Regions from separate parts of the Triticum aestivum genome. Here region 2 is linked to region 1. A link is a contact called in public Hi-C data. All regions are on one chromosome and are shown on one strand. The core of a region is the stretch at or near the end of the contact, and the rest is flanking DNA. Distances in the headings are between cores, read along the strand shown.

The links. Hi-C and Micro-C count contacts between places; a contact is called where the count stands out from the background.
Region 2: a contact with region 1 is called in a Hi-C map of leaf, with 4 times the contacts expected there. The contact joins two enhancer-like sites. A contact is called at or near these places in 2 of 5 Hi-C or Micro-C datasets (both in leaf).

The regions. Positions count from the first base shown.
Region 1 is chr7A:666,482,106-666,488,336 of IWGSC CS RefSeq v2.1, forward strand. No RefSeq gene overlaps it. Among protein-coding and RNA genes, the nearest start is that of LOC123154449, 110 kb to the right of the region's middle. Within about 2 kb of position 2,581, at least 3 of the 8 cell types and tissues checked have an H3K27ac peak or open chromatin away from gene starts, as enhancers often do. A contact at or near this core is called in leaf, where this site is marked.
Region 2 is chr7A:667,209,352-667,215,582 of IWGSC CS RefSeq v2.1, forward strand. No RefSeq gene overlaps it. Among protein-coding and RNA genes, the nearest start is that of LOC123149104, 190 kb to the left of the region's middle. Within about 2 kb of position 2,745, at least 1 of the 8 cell types and tissues checked has an H3K27ac peak or open chromatin away from gene starts, as enhancers often do. A contact at or near this core is called in leaf, where this site is marked.

The DNA.
Region 1 (6,231 bases), core at 1,331-3,830:
ATAAGCAGCAGCACTCGCCGTCGTTTGCACCTGGTACAGAGCTACAGGCTGACGCTCTAATTACATGCTCCACTGTTCCAACTGAGTTAATTGTACAGAAGTACCACAATTGGGGCATTGGAAGCAGATTGGTACCAGGTTTGGTAATTTTTACGTGTCAGTACCAAGTCTGGGGCTAACCGTTACAAAAAGGTCTAAATCGCGTATAAACGCGTATTGACGGTGTATCTGACCGGCGGGGCCCGCCTGTCAGGTGCTGATGTGGCATGTTTTTTGCTGAAAACCCCTTTGCTTTAAATGCCCTCCCATCCCCATCCCCATTTAGATCCAATCGAAACAAAGAGGGCTACGATTCATCGCCGTCGCCGTCTCGAGACAACGACGCCGCCCCCCACAACGCATCCACAGTCGTCGCTGGCTCCCTCCTTCGCCGGCCCTGAGCTCCCCTGCGACCGCCGCCTCCCTCCGTCGCCCGTCTCCTCCAGTGCCCGTGTGCCCATCCGTCGCCGGGCCCTCCGCGCCGACCCGTCCCCGCCGGCTTTCTCCTGCCTGACGCCGATGACGAGGACACGAGCGGGAGCTGCGGCAGCGAGAAAAGAGGAAAAAGAGAGGGGAATGGAGGAGGGCTCACTGGGGAGCTCGAATCCGAGGTCAGGGAAGCCGGGGGCGGATCGTGGCGGTGGGAATCGGCGGCGGACGACGGTGACGCTAGGTGAGGATGGAGAGGAAGAGGAACCTCCTGGTGGCGCCCATGGAGCCGGGACAGAAGGAGGAGAAGAGGGAAGGCGTCAGGCTGGAGCCTGGAGCTACGGGAGGACATCCATGGCGGCTTGGCGTCGGGCTCCGGCGAGGTAGGGCGCTGGCGCGTCGCGGTCAACGGGAAGGCGGTGGCTCGATGCAGGGACTCCGGCGTCGAGGGACGAAGGGGAAGGACAGATCCGAGGTTCTCCAGCGCGGATTGGCCGGGAAACAAGGCGGCGCGTCGGGCTGGAGCTACGGGAGGCCATCAATGGTGGCTTGCCGTCGGGCTCCTGTCCAAAGGGGAAGAGAGGGAGCTCCGGGTGAGAGAGAGAGAAGAAAAAATGGAAGGAGGAAGAGAAGGAGAGAGGCAGGTTGCGGGGACGGCCTGGTCCTATTCCACGGTGATGGTGCTCCGGTGGCCGGCCGACGGCGAGGCGGGGCGGAGGCCGGGGCGGGGCGGGGCGGTGGTTACGAGAGCCGAAGGAGCTCGGGCTCGACGGGAGCCCCTCGATCCAGATCGGGCGCCATCGCGTGTGGTTTTTTTTTTGCAAATTACATGCCACGTCGGCACCCGACAGGTGTGCCCCGCTGGTCAGATACCCCGTCAATACGTGTTTATACGCGGTTTAGACCTTTTTGTAACGGTTAGCCCCAGACTTGGTACTGACACGTAAAAATTACCAAACTTGGTACCAATCTGCTTCCAATGCCCCAATTGTGGTACTTCCGTGCAATTAACTCATTCCAACTTGGTCCCATGGCGCAATCCTTATCGGCGGATGAGTGGATGGGGTGCGAGGGGTTCTGGGCGCGACATAGGAGACAGCTGCTCGTCCATGTCCGCATCCGCATCCATTGCCTGCGCCGCCGCCGCTTGCCTCTCTCGTTGCCGTAATCGCCGGTTCCTTCGGGCGGTGTTCTCCGACTTACACGACGAAGCCACGGACGGGACGCCGATGGACGAGGCGTATGCAGTTTCTGTCGCGGCGGTCGAGGACAGGCTGGACGACATCTAGGGCAGCGGTGAGGGTGGGAAGCAAGCATGGCATACGGCGAAGGCTCGGACGCGGGAAAAGTAGGAGGGAGGCGGGCGGAGGAGTTTGGTCGACTTTGTGCAATTTCTGGCGGGGTAGAACTGTTGAATCCGACGTGACAGACGCACCTGGATATGAGGGGTGTCGGTCAGCCTAAGGGCTTTGAGGCCAGTTTAAGGAGCCCGGCTGGGTCACTTTTTGTGATGGGTCAGTAATCATGCCGTCTGCCGGGTGTTTGAGATGGGTTTGGGACGCCCGACTGTAGATGCTCAGTCAGACTTAGCAAATATGACCCCCTAAACTCCCACGGATATGCCCGGTCAGTGACCGGGCATGTCCATTTTGAGCCCTAATTTGCACGTCCATGTAGCCACACTTCTTATTTTCTTCCTTATATGACCGAGCACTTGCACTTGATCGGTGAAGATGAAGAGAGAGAAAAAAAAGAATGAATATAGAAAGAAAGAACGTGGTTCGGGATAGGGTCGCGTCCTACGTAGGGGACTGGCCGGGCGAGTCCTCATATCCTTTCTATAGTTTTTTTTCGATATAAGGGTTTACGGATAGCTTGGACATATGGGGATGATATGAGCAGTCTGGTTGGGTCACTTTTTTCTTCTCTGATGTCCGGTCACTCACCGTGCACGTCTGCATGCGTATGAGAGAGGGTTTGAGATGTCCGGCTGTAGATGCTCTTATGGAGGCAGTTTTTTTTGGCATGCGAGTATGTAATGCTTTTTTTTTTCGATAATGTATGTCCGCAGTCCGCTGCAATTGAATATGTCGGCATCGCGCAACTGTTTGGCGGAGAGTGACAGGGACTCCAGAGTGTACATTTGTGTATACATTAGATGCATCTGGGGCTTGCTGATCTGACAAGTCACCATCGTCGTCTTTTTCGTGATAACAGCTATTGATATTTTGATGCTGATCGATGGGAACTGGTTTAGATTTGTCTTCATAATTAGTCAACATCCGTTCCGTGCACACCTGAACCATCTGCGTCTGGCCGTATATATGTATCAGGAACATATGGTTGGAGATGAAGAAAAAAGGGTATCATACCTGAAAATCTACCTAACCTTTCTGTGTGCATGTCTGGCTTTGATCTGCCCTAACTTGCTTCGTTGCCATGTTTCTTGCCAACATATCTTCACGACTTTTTGTGTATAATGAAGCCGCCAGCACTCCCGTGACAGCAAGCTGGAGCCGGCACTGTTCAGAATTTATGCCCACTCCTCGAGCCGTTGCGAACAGCGGTTTTATCAGCTCCGGTCAAATACGCCATGAAGGCTAGCAGCTAGCTCACCTCTGTACGTCGTCTCAAATCAAATCATATTTGATTCTCTCACAGGCGAGGGCAGGTACGCGCGCGGCCCGCCGGTGATGAACAGCAACAGCGGCGGCTCTGGCTGGATCCAGGCGATAAATGCGGTGTCTTCCTATTTCTTCTTCGGAGCCTCGCGCGCTCTTTCTGGCGAATCATGTCCCTGGGTACCAATGGTTGATGCGACGTGCGGGCGTCTGTCTGGCGAATCATTTGCCTTTTCTGGTGCCGTTCGAAAAAATCGGGGACATGGTTTGCGTTGCCGTTCCTTCTCCTGGAGCAGAACCTATCAGCCACTGAAAACAAATCTCGCCGTTCAGAAAAAAAAAGAGAAAGCAGGGTCCATTCCAGCCTAGCATACACGGTAAGACGAAATACAATGTTTTTTATTCACGTGCAGAAAAAAAACTCCAACATTTACCCTAGAAACAACTTGCTCATTTTCCAGAGATTTTGTTGACTATTTGTTTCGAAAAGGAGATTAAACCATGAGCCTTTGCATCAATGTGATGCACATCGAAAAGAAGAGTGCAAAAATAAAGACAACCACGACTGAACCATTACAAAATGTGAAAAACAAAATCTGCAATTAAGTCAAATTATTCCGCAACAACGCCATCAACTAGCAATTAATATTCTCGAGATGGTGTCATCGTGCCTGACTGAAGACGGCCTGGACAAAGATTCTCATCCTGGTTGCCAACACCAGCCAATAAAGACCGGTGCAATAGCAAGTAGACAACATCTTCATCAACGTAGTGGCACGAGTTCGTCGTTGTTGAGCCCGACTGATGAAGGTCAGGACAAGAGTTTTCCCCAGAATGAAGTGGCATTTCAATCAGCATCTTCAAGACGGATCATTTGATAATTGCATCCACCAGTACTCCACGTCAGACTTCAAGACACTAGCGGAATGGTGGGGCGTCCTCCCACCTTAACTCATTGCTACGGCCAACATGAGGCTGCCCACGATGCGGTCCAGATCGGGCTGCTGCCACTCCACACCAGAGAGAAACAAGCTACAACATCCATCATGATCCCGAGGGAGCTCCTCCGGTATCCTTCATGTAGACTATAATGTCTCGCACCGTTCCCTAGCCGTCGACCGTGTCTCGATGTCGATGGCTAGAGGTGTCACTGCGGGCACATCCCTTGTGTCTGACCTGCTGGCCGATAGAAGAGTCTTTGTTTCCACCGCATGGAGGAGCCGGCGACCCCCCTGAAGGTGGTAGCTGGTCTCGGCTGACGCACACATGTCATAGCACCATAGACCTCGGCGTCCATAGACGAGCCCTACAGTGGTTACTATTGGGTACACGCTTCCACAACGGGAACCCCACATAACCAATCCCCCTGGAAATACCGTTGGAGGCAACCCTCCTGGTGGTGTCCAGTGGTCAACGCGGCGGCTGGTGGAGGCAAGGCCCCATAGAAGGAAGGAAATATGCCTAGAGGCAATAATAACGTTGTTATTTATATTTCCTTATATCATGATAAATGTTTATTATTCATGCTAGAATTGTATTAACCGCAAACTTAGTACATGTGTGAATACATAGACAAACAGAGTGTCCCTAGTATGCCTCTACTAGACTAGCTCGTTAATCAAAGATGGTTAAGTTTCCTGACCATAGACATGTGTTGTCATTTGATGAACGGGATCACATCATTAAAGAATAATGTGATGGACAAGACCCATTCGTTAGCTTAGCATAATGATCTTTAAGTTTTATTGCTATTGCTTTCTTCATGACTTATACATGTTCCTCTGACTAAGAGTTTATGCACCTTGTGTACTATCAAATGTCATAACGTAACTGGGTGATTATAAAGATTCTCTACAGGTGTCTTCGAAGGTGTTTGTTGGGTTGGCATAGATCGAGATTAGGATTTGTCACTCCGTGTATTAGAGAGGTATCTCTGGGCCCTCTCGGTAATGCACATCACTATAAGCCTTGCAAGCAATGTGACTAATGAGTTAGTTATGGGATGATGCATTATGGAACAAGTAAAGAGACTTGCCGGTAACGAGATTGAACTAGGTGTGAAGATACCGACGATCGAATCTCGGGCAAGTAATATACCGATGACAAAGGGAATAACATATGTTGTCATAAGGTTCGGCCGATAAAGATCTTCGTATTATATGTAGGAATCAATATGGGCATCCAGGTTCCGCTATTGGTTATTGATCAGAGAGATGTCTCGGTCATTCTACATAGTTCTCGAACCCGTAGGTCATGATCAGAGAGACTCGGTCATGGTTCGTTGACGATATAGTATTATATGAGTTGTGTATGTTGGTGACCGAATGTTGTTTGGGGTCCTGGATGAGATCATGGACATGACAAGGAGCTCCGAAATGGTCCAGAGGTAAAGATTGATATATAGGATGATACGGTTCAGCAAAGGGGTGAAGTCCACGAGGCTTTAGGTCGGTGCAAAAGGAGTTTTGTAGAGGCCAAGGGGCCAAACGCCGGAGACCCTGGCGTCTGGACTAGACGCCAAGGATTGTGGCGTTTGGTCTTGGAGTCCGAGTGGGACTCTTGCCTTTCGGGCAAAACCGACTTTGAGGAGGCTTTTGCTCCAAGTTTGACCCCAGGGCTCAACATATAAATAGAGGGGCAAGGTTAGCACCAAAGACACATCAAGAAACACCAAGCCGTGTGTCGGCAGCCCCTTCCCCTCTAGTTTATCCTCCGTCATAGTTTTTGTAGTGCTTAGGCGAAGCCTTGCAGAGATTGTTCTTCACCAACACCGTCACCACGCCGTCGTGCTGCCAGAACTCATCTACTACTTCGCCCCTCTTGCTGGATCAAGAAGGCGAGGACGTCATCAAGTTGAACGTGTGCTGAATGCGGAGGTGCCGTATGTTCGGTACTTTATTGGGACAAATCGTGAAGGTGTACGACTACATCAACCGCGTTGATAAATGCTTCCGCTTTCGGTTTACGAGGGTACATAGACACACCCTCCCCTCTCGTTGCTCTGCATCTCCTAGATAGATCTTGCGTGATCGTAGGAAATTTTTTGAAATACTGCGTTCCCCAACATAGAAAACCTAGTGCGGGCGGAGATGAGAGTATCTACAATTGGACTGGGCAAATTTAGACCCTTAAACGTTCGCGG
Region 2 (6,231 bases), core at 1,495-3,994, 730 kb after region 1:
TCGGGAGTTGCATAATCTCATAGTCATAGGAACATATATAAATCATGAAGAAAGCAATAGCAATAAACTAAACGATCATAGTGCTAAGCTAACGGATTGGTCTAGTCCATCACATAATTCTCTAATAATGTGATCCCGTTCATCAAATGACAATACATGTCTATGGCTAGGAAACTTAACCATCTTTGATTAACGAGCTAGTCAAGTAGAGGCATACTAGGGACACTCTGTTTTTCTATGTATTCACACATGTACTATGTTTCGGTTAATACAATTCTAGCATGAAAATAATAAATCTTTATCATGATATAAGAAAATATAAATAACAACTTTATTATTGCCTCTAGGGCATATTTTCTTCAGCAATTTCATGTCTACCCTTCCCGATGCAACTTAACATTTTTTCATTGCAGGGCAGCGGGAGAGGCGGACATTTGCATGTCTAACACTATAGATGCAACTGCAAAAGTCACCCTTGACTGAAACTGCATGTCTACCAAATGACTACAACTGATATTTTGTTTTGTTGGTGGATGGCGGGAGAGGGGGACTTAAATGTTTGACACTAGGCATGCAAGTACAAGTGTTGCCCTCGACTACAACTACAAGTCTTCAATGCGACTGTAAATTTGTGGTGTTTTATCGGCGGAGTTGGGGCAGTTGAATGTCTGTCACTAGGCACACAATTGCATGTGTCGCCCCGACGGCAACTGCATATCTTCAATGCGACTGGAACTCTGTTGTTTTTGTGTGGGGAGTGGGGGTAGTTGCATGTCCGCCACTAGTCACGCAACCAAGTGTCGACCCTGGCTATAACTGCATATCCTCAATACAACTGTAACTTTGTGGTGTTTTATCGGAGGGATTGGGGAACTTGCATGTTTGCCACTACAGACGTAGCTGCATGTGTTGCCCCAAGACTGCAACTGTCAGGGAGAGTGACACCCGCCAATTGCCTGTCTGTCCCTCCACAGGCAACTCCATGCATCGTACCACTCGCATTCAACTAGGGGTATCTTATTGTTATTATTTATTTCCACATGAACATCTTTTTAAATACACGATGATTCTTTTTTCTAAATGCAAGTTAAAGTTTTATAAAAGACATGACTATTATTTTTTTGAAAACAAGTTAATGTTTTTTCAAACACACAATGAAAATTTCCAGATACAATTTGAACTTTTATTAAATAAAAAAGAACATGTTTAAATAATTTGAACTTTAAAAAATGCATGATGAACATTCCTTAATTGCAAGATAATATTTTTAAATGTGGGAACACTTTTTTTACATTTATCAAGGAACAACCAAAAAATGAACAAAAAATGAAACCACAACCACACTTTTTGCAGGAGAAAAACATCTTCCTGCTTTAGAAAAAAAAAGCATAGAGAGAAAATCGTTCTCTAATTTTTTTTTCTCCAAAAATATCTGGACACTTCTATTAGATCTCTACTTGTTTTTCATTGATTTTTTATGTTCAGACAAATCATAGGCTTTCTCTTGTTTGTGTATGATGCCAGCTCAGCCGCACTAGAGGCCAATAAGAGTCAAATAAAAAAAGAAAATCAATCTAGACACGTCCAGGCCATCAATGTGTAACACATCCGGCCCAAAAAGAAAAAGAGAGACAAACCAACGTACTCCCTCCATTCTTAAAAAAAAATGTATTTCCAACTTTATTGGATGCCAAACTATCTCAAAGTTTGACCGAATTTGTGCAAAAATATGTCATGCTTGTGAAACCAAATAGGTTTATGACAAAAATGTACTTTATTATGAATCTAATGCTACTAATTTGATGGCATAAATATTGGTCTATTATTGTATAAATACGGTCAAACATAAAAAAGTTTAACTTTCCAACTTTGGAATTACACTCTTTCAAGGATGGAGCGAGTATAACACTTCCAGGCCCAGAAAAGCTGCAGTCGGGTGGATAAAAAGGATTTCAGTTGATGACATCAGCCAACTGAGACTTGGTTAAGTCTCAGTCAATCCTAGTCGTTCCCTTATTATATTTTGCCTGAAAACAAAGATATAGTGGGACTTTGTATTGGTTCGCCATTTCTGAAGCTCTATGAACTGCGCCCGCTTTTTCCATCGACACCGGCAAATGCAGATGGATGGATCGCTCGATCACCGCGAGAGGGATTACGGCAGATGCCGCTAGCAAGGGGAGAGAGCTGGTGCTCATCACCCCGCGCGCGTGAAGGAAGCAAATGTGATTTGGTTTGAGACGACGTACAGCGGAGAGCTAACCTTGATGGCGGATTTGACCGGGGCTAGCTGTTGGGGATTTATGTCATCGCTACGCAGGCATCAGCAGAGCCCAACACGGAATCAATCCCGCTGTTTAGCAGCAGCTGAGCTCGCTGACCATAAATTCTGAACAGTGCCGCTGCCAGGATATGTGTTGGCAGGAGGAAATTAAGACGGCGGAAAATGGCAACGAACCAAGTTAGGGGCAAATCGAGCCAGACCATAGCAAATGTTAGGTTGATTTTCACGTACGATTTGACCTCCAATTGAAGGTTAGTATAGATCTCCAACCGTGTGTGCCTGAAAATACATATGTACGGCCCGTGATGGAACACAGTGGATGGGGACTGATTATCAACACAAATCTCCAAATTTGCCATCGATCAACATCAAGTATCGATAGCTGTTATCACGAAAGAGACGAGGAGGGTGACTGGTCAGATCAGCAAGCCCCAGATGCATCTAATGTATGCACAATTTGGAGTCCCGTCGCGTATCAGTTTCGAATAACGTCGCTCTCCGCCAAACAGTGCTTGTCATCAACTGTCCGATGCCTACATAATTTGGTTGCGGCGCACACTATCTTCATCACGCACCCCCGTATCCACACACACAGAGAAAAAACCTCCATAATAAGTTGATAAAAGCAAAACTCAAGATGAAGCAGCTCTAAATATACAGAATGTGGGGCATGCAATGTGCGTGAGACTGTAGCTCTGCACCAGGTGCAAACGACGACGAGTGCTGCTGCTTACACTTAGGGGCCATTTGGTTTCTATGTACTTTCTAGCCACACCTTGTCATGTCTTTCCTTATGCAAGTTTGATCAAGTTAGATAAGTGTTTACTCCTCCCGGCCGACCACATCCGGCTTGGACTCCTCCCGTGTCGTCCCTGCGCGGCGACCGGGGGAACCCTGGCGCCGCCCCGTCCTTGTTCCATCCCCGACCTCTCCTCCTCACCGCCGTCAGGACGCGCCGCCGGGCAAAGCTCGGTCGGCGTCGGCGGCGGCGGGATCTCTTCTGCCACGACTCGTTGGATCTGGCGCGGGCGGATCGCGGCGGTTGTTGCACGCGGGCTTGGGGGCGACGGCAGGGCTCACGCTCGCGGTTTCCCCTGGTGTGCGTGGGAGTCCGCTCGGGGCGCGCGGTGGCGGGCCTCGGCAAGCGATGGCGCTTCGGCGTGTGCAGGCGGCGGTGGTCCCTGTGCGCGGTCGGCGGCTCCGTCTCTGACCCGGACGGCGCGGGATGGTGGCGGCCCGGCGTGGCCGGCGATCTGGATGCGGTGGTGCCGGCGGCTCGCTGATCTGCCGGTGCTCCATGGTTCTGCCTGGTGGTGCTGGTGGTGACGGCGGCCCGTGCACAAGAGTTGGATCCCTTCGAACTGATCTGGGTGAAAACTTGCCTTCGGCGTCTGCTAAGGCCGGCGGTGGCGGCGCTATCTGCGTCGTTCCCTTCTTGAAGGCATCGTCGTGGAGAAGCTCAAGGCCACTCTTTGCTACCTCCGGGGGAAACCCTAGATCGGATGATCGGATGACGGCGGCGCTCTGGTGTCGTTCCTCCCTTGGGGGCGTCATTCTTGGAGGTACACACGTGATCGAGGGACCAGAGGACGGATTCTTTGGTGGAGCGGTGATTCATCCTACACTGATGGCGACGGATCTTGACGGCGTGGCGCAGTGCAGATTTGGAGTTCGTTGTGGGGGATGGACTCGCGCAGGAGGACGACGCTGTCGGGCGTCGTGGTGGCATCAATGGCAGAGAGACCTGGCATGGTACATGCAACAATACAGCTCTGAAGATGGATTGGTGGCAGGTGGCTGCGGCGGCCTTATACCCGGTAGGCGTTGTGGTTGAGGAGTGCGTCGGACTGGTAGGTGCCCTATACCAGGCAGGCGTCCTGGTTGGGACCTCAGGTCTTAGATATTTAGGTTTGGCTACAATGTCTGTTTGGTATTAGGTCCAGACTATCTGCACCCCTTCATCAATTGGATAGGTGTAGCAACAATTGTTGCTTAGACGGTGGCTTTATTCTTGCTGTTGTTTGGCTTTGTAAAGTCTTGTAAGAATAATTAATAAAGTGGTCGTATGCATCGCCCAGATGCAGAGACCGGGGGTCATCCTCCTTTTCTAAAAAAAGCTAAGTGCTTACTTAGCTTCAAAATTTTCACTAAAGTGGCTATGAATAGGTTAAACATAGTAGCTGACTATATTGTCTGGCCATCTCAAACGGCTTTCATGCAAAGAAGGAATATACTCGATGGCATAGTAATCCTGCATGAGACCGTCCATGAGATGTGTAATACAATATGATCGGGCTGCTAAAGTGTACATCTCGATTGATCTCATTGATTGGTACATATACAGGGTTATAAAACTTGTATCGCAAGTTCATCAAGTCGGTTTTAACCTTATTTGGTAACCAACTATATAAGATCAGTTACAACACGTGGTCGATCCGGTTGGGGATACATAGAATCATCTACCAAGATGCACTGAAAAAACATGAGTGGAGTCGTATTCAAAATCGACTTTGAAAAAGCTTATGACAAGGTCAAATTGTCTTTCCTTCAAGAGGCCCTAAGGATGAAAGGTTTCTCGGATAAATGGCGTTAGTGGATCCATAATTTTGTAACTGGAGGTAGTGTGGCCATCAAAGTCAATGATGACGTAGGCCATTACTTTCAGACAAAAAAAGTACTACGACAGGGTGACTCCATGTCCCCAATGTTACATAACATTGTCGCCGACATGTTGGCTATTCTGATTGAGCGCGCCAAGCAGGACGGCCGGATTGCAAGAGTAGTGCAACACCTTGTGGATGGTGGCCTCTCTATTCTGCAATACGCCGATGATACATTTTCTTTTATGGAACATGACCTAGATAAGGTTGGAAACCTGAAACTCTTGTTGTCAGTGTTTGAGCAAACGTCGGGTCTTAAAATTAATTTCCATAAAAGTGAACTTTTCTTCTTTGGAAAAGCCATTGAGATTGTTGTTGATTATGCTGAACTGTTCGGTTGGGCACATGGCCAATTCCCGGTTAAATATATGGGAATACCGATTCATTATCGGTGTCTCACCATTGAGGAGTGGAAGCATGTAGAGGTGCGGCTAGAGAAACATTTGAGCAGTTGGAAAGGCAAGTTGCTCTCAGTTGAAGGACGGCTGGTTTTGATTAACTCTGTCCTCACAAATATGGTTCTCTATATGCTCTCTTTCTTCCGGCTCCCAAAAGGGGTCTTGCAAAGACTGGACTATTTTAGATCCATATTTTTTTGGCAAGGAGATGGTGAACAAAAAAAATACAGGTTGGCCAAATCGAGTGTGGTTTGTAGAACAAAAGACCAAGGTAGCATGTGAATTCATGACCTCCAAGTCAAGAATGAGACCCTACTTAGTAAGTGGTTGTTTAAACTTCATACTGAGGATGGTGGTTGGCTAACCATGTTGCGCAGCAAGTATCTAGGCCAAAAGGCGGTGTGTTAGGCATAGTGAAAACCTGGTGACTCACATTTTTGGGCTGGCCTAATGGTAGCAAAGAAATATTTCTTTCGCTTTTGGTCTTTCGCGATAAAGAACGGGTCAGAGATTCGTTTCTGGGAAGACATCTGGCTAGGCAATGCCAGTCTCCGAGCACAATATCCAGCTTTGTACAACATTGTTCTCAATAAGAATAAAATTATTGTGCATGTGCTCAGTTCATTCCCGCCCAATATTTCGTTTAGGCGGTATTTGATTGGCCCCCGTCTTACGCCATGGCAAAATCTTTTATCCCGTCTGGATTTGATCAATTTGACAAGGTCGGTATGTGTTTCGCTGGAACCTTACTACATCGGGGTCTTTCATAGTAGACTCTATGTACCGTGCGCTCACGCGTTCTGAGATACCGATGAGTAATAACAAGAAAATCTGGAAGTCAAAGATTCCACTAAAAGTTAAAAATCTTCATGTGGTATCTTTGGAGGGG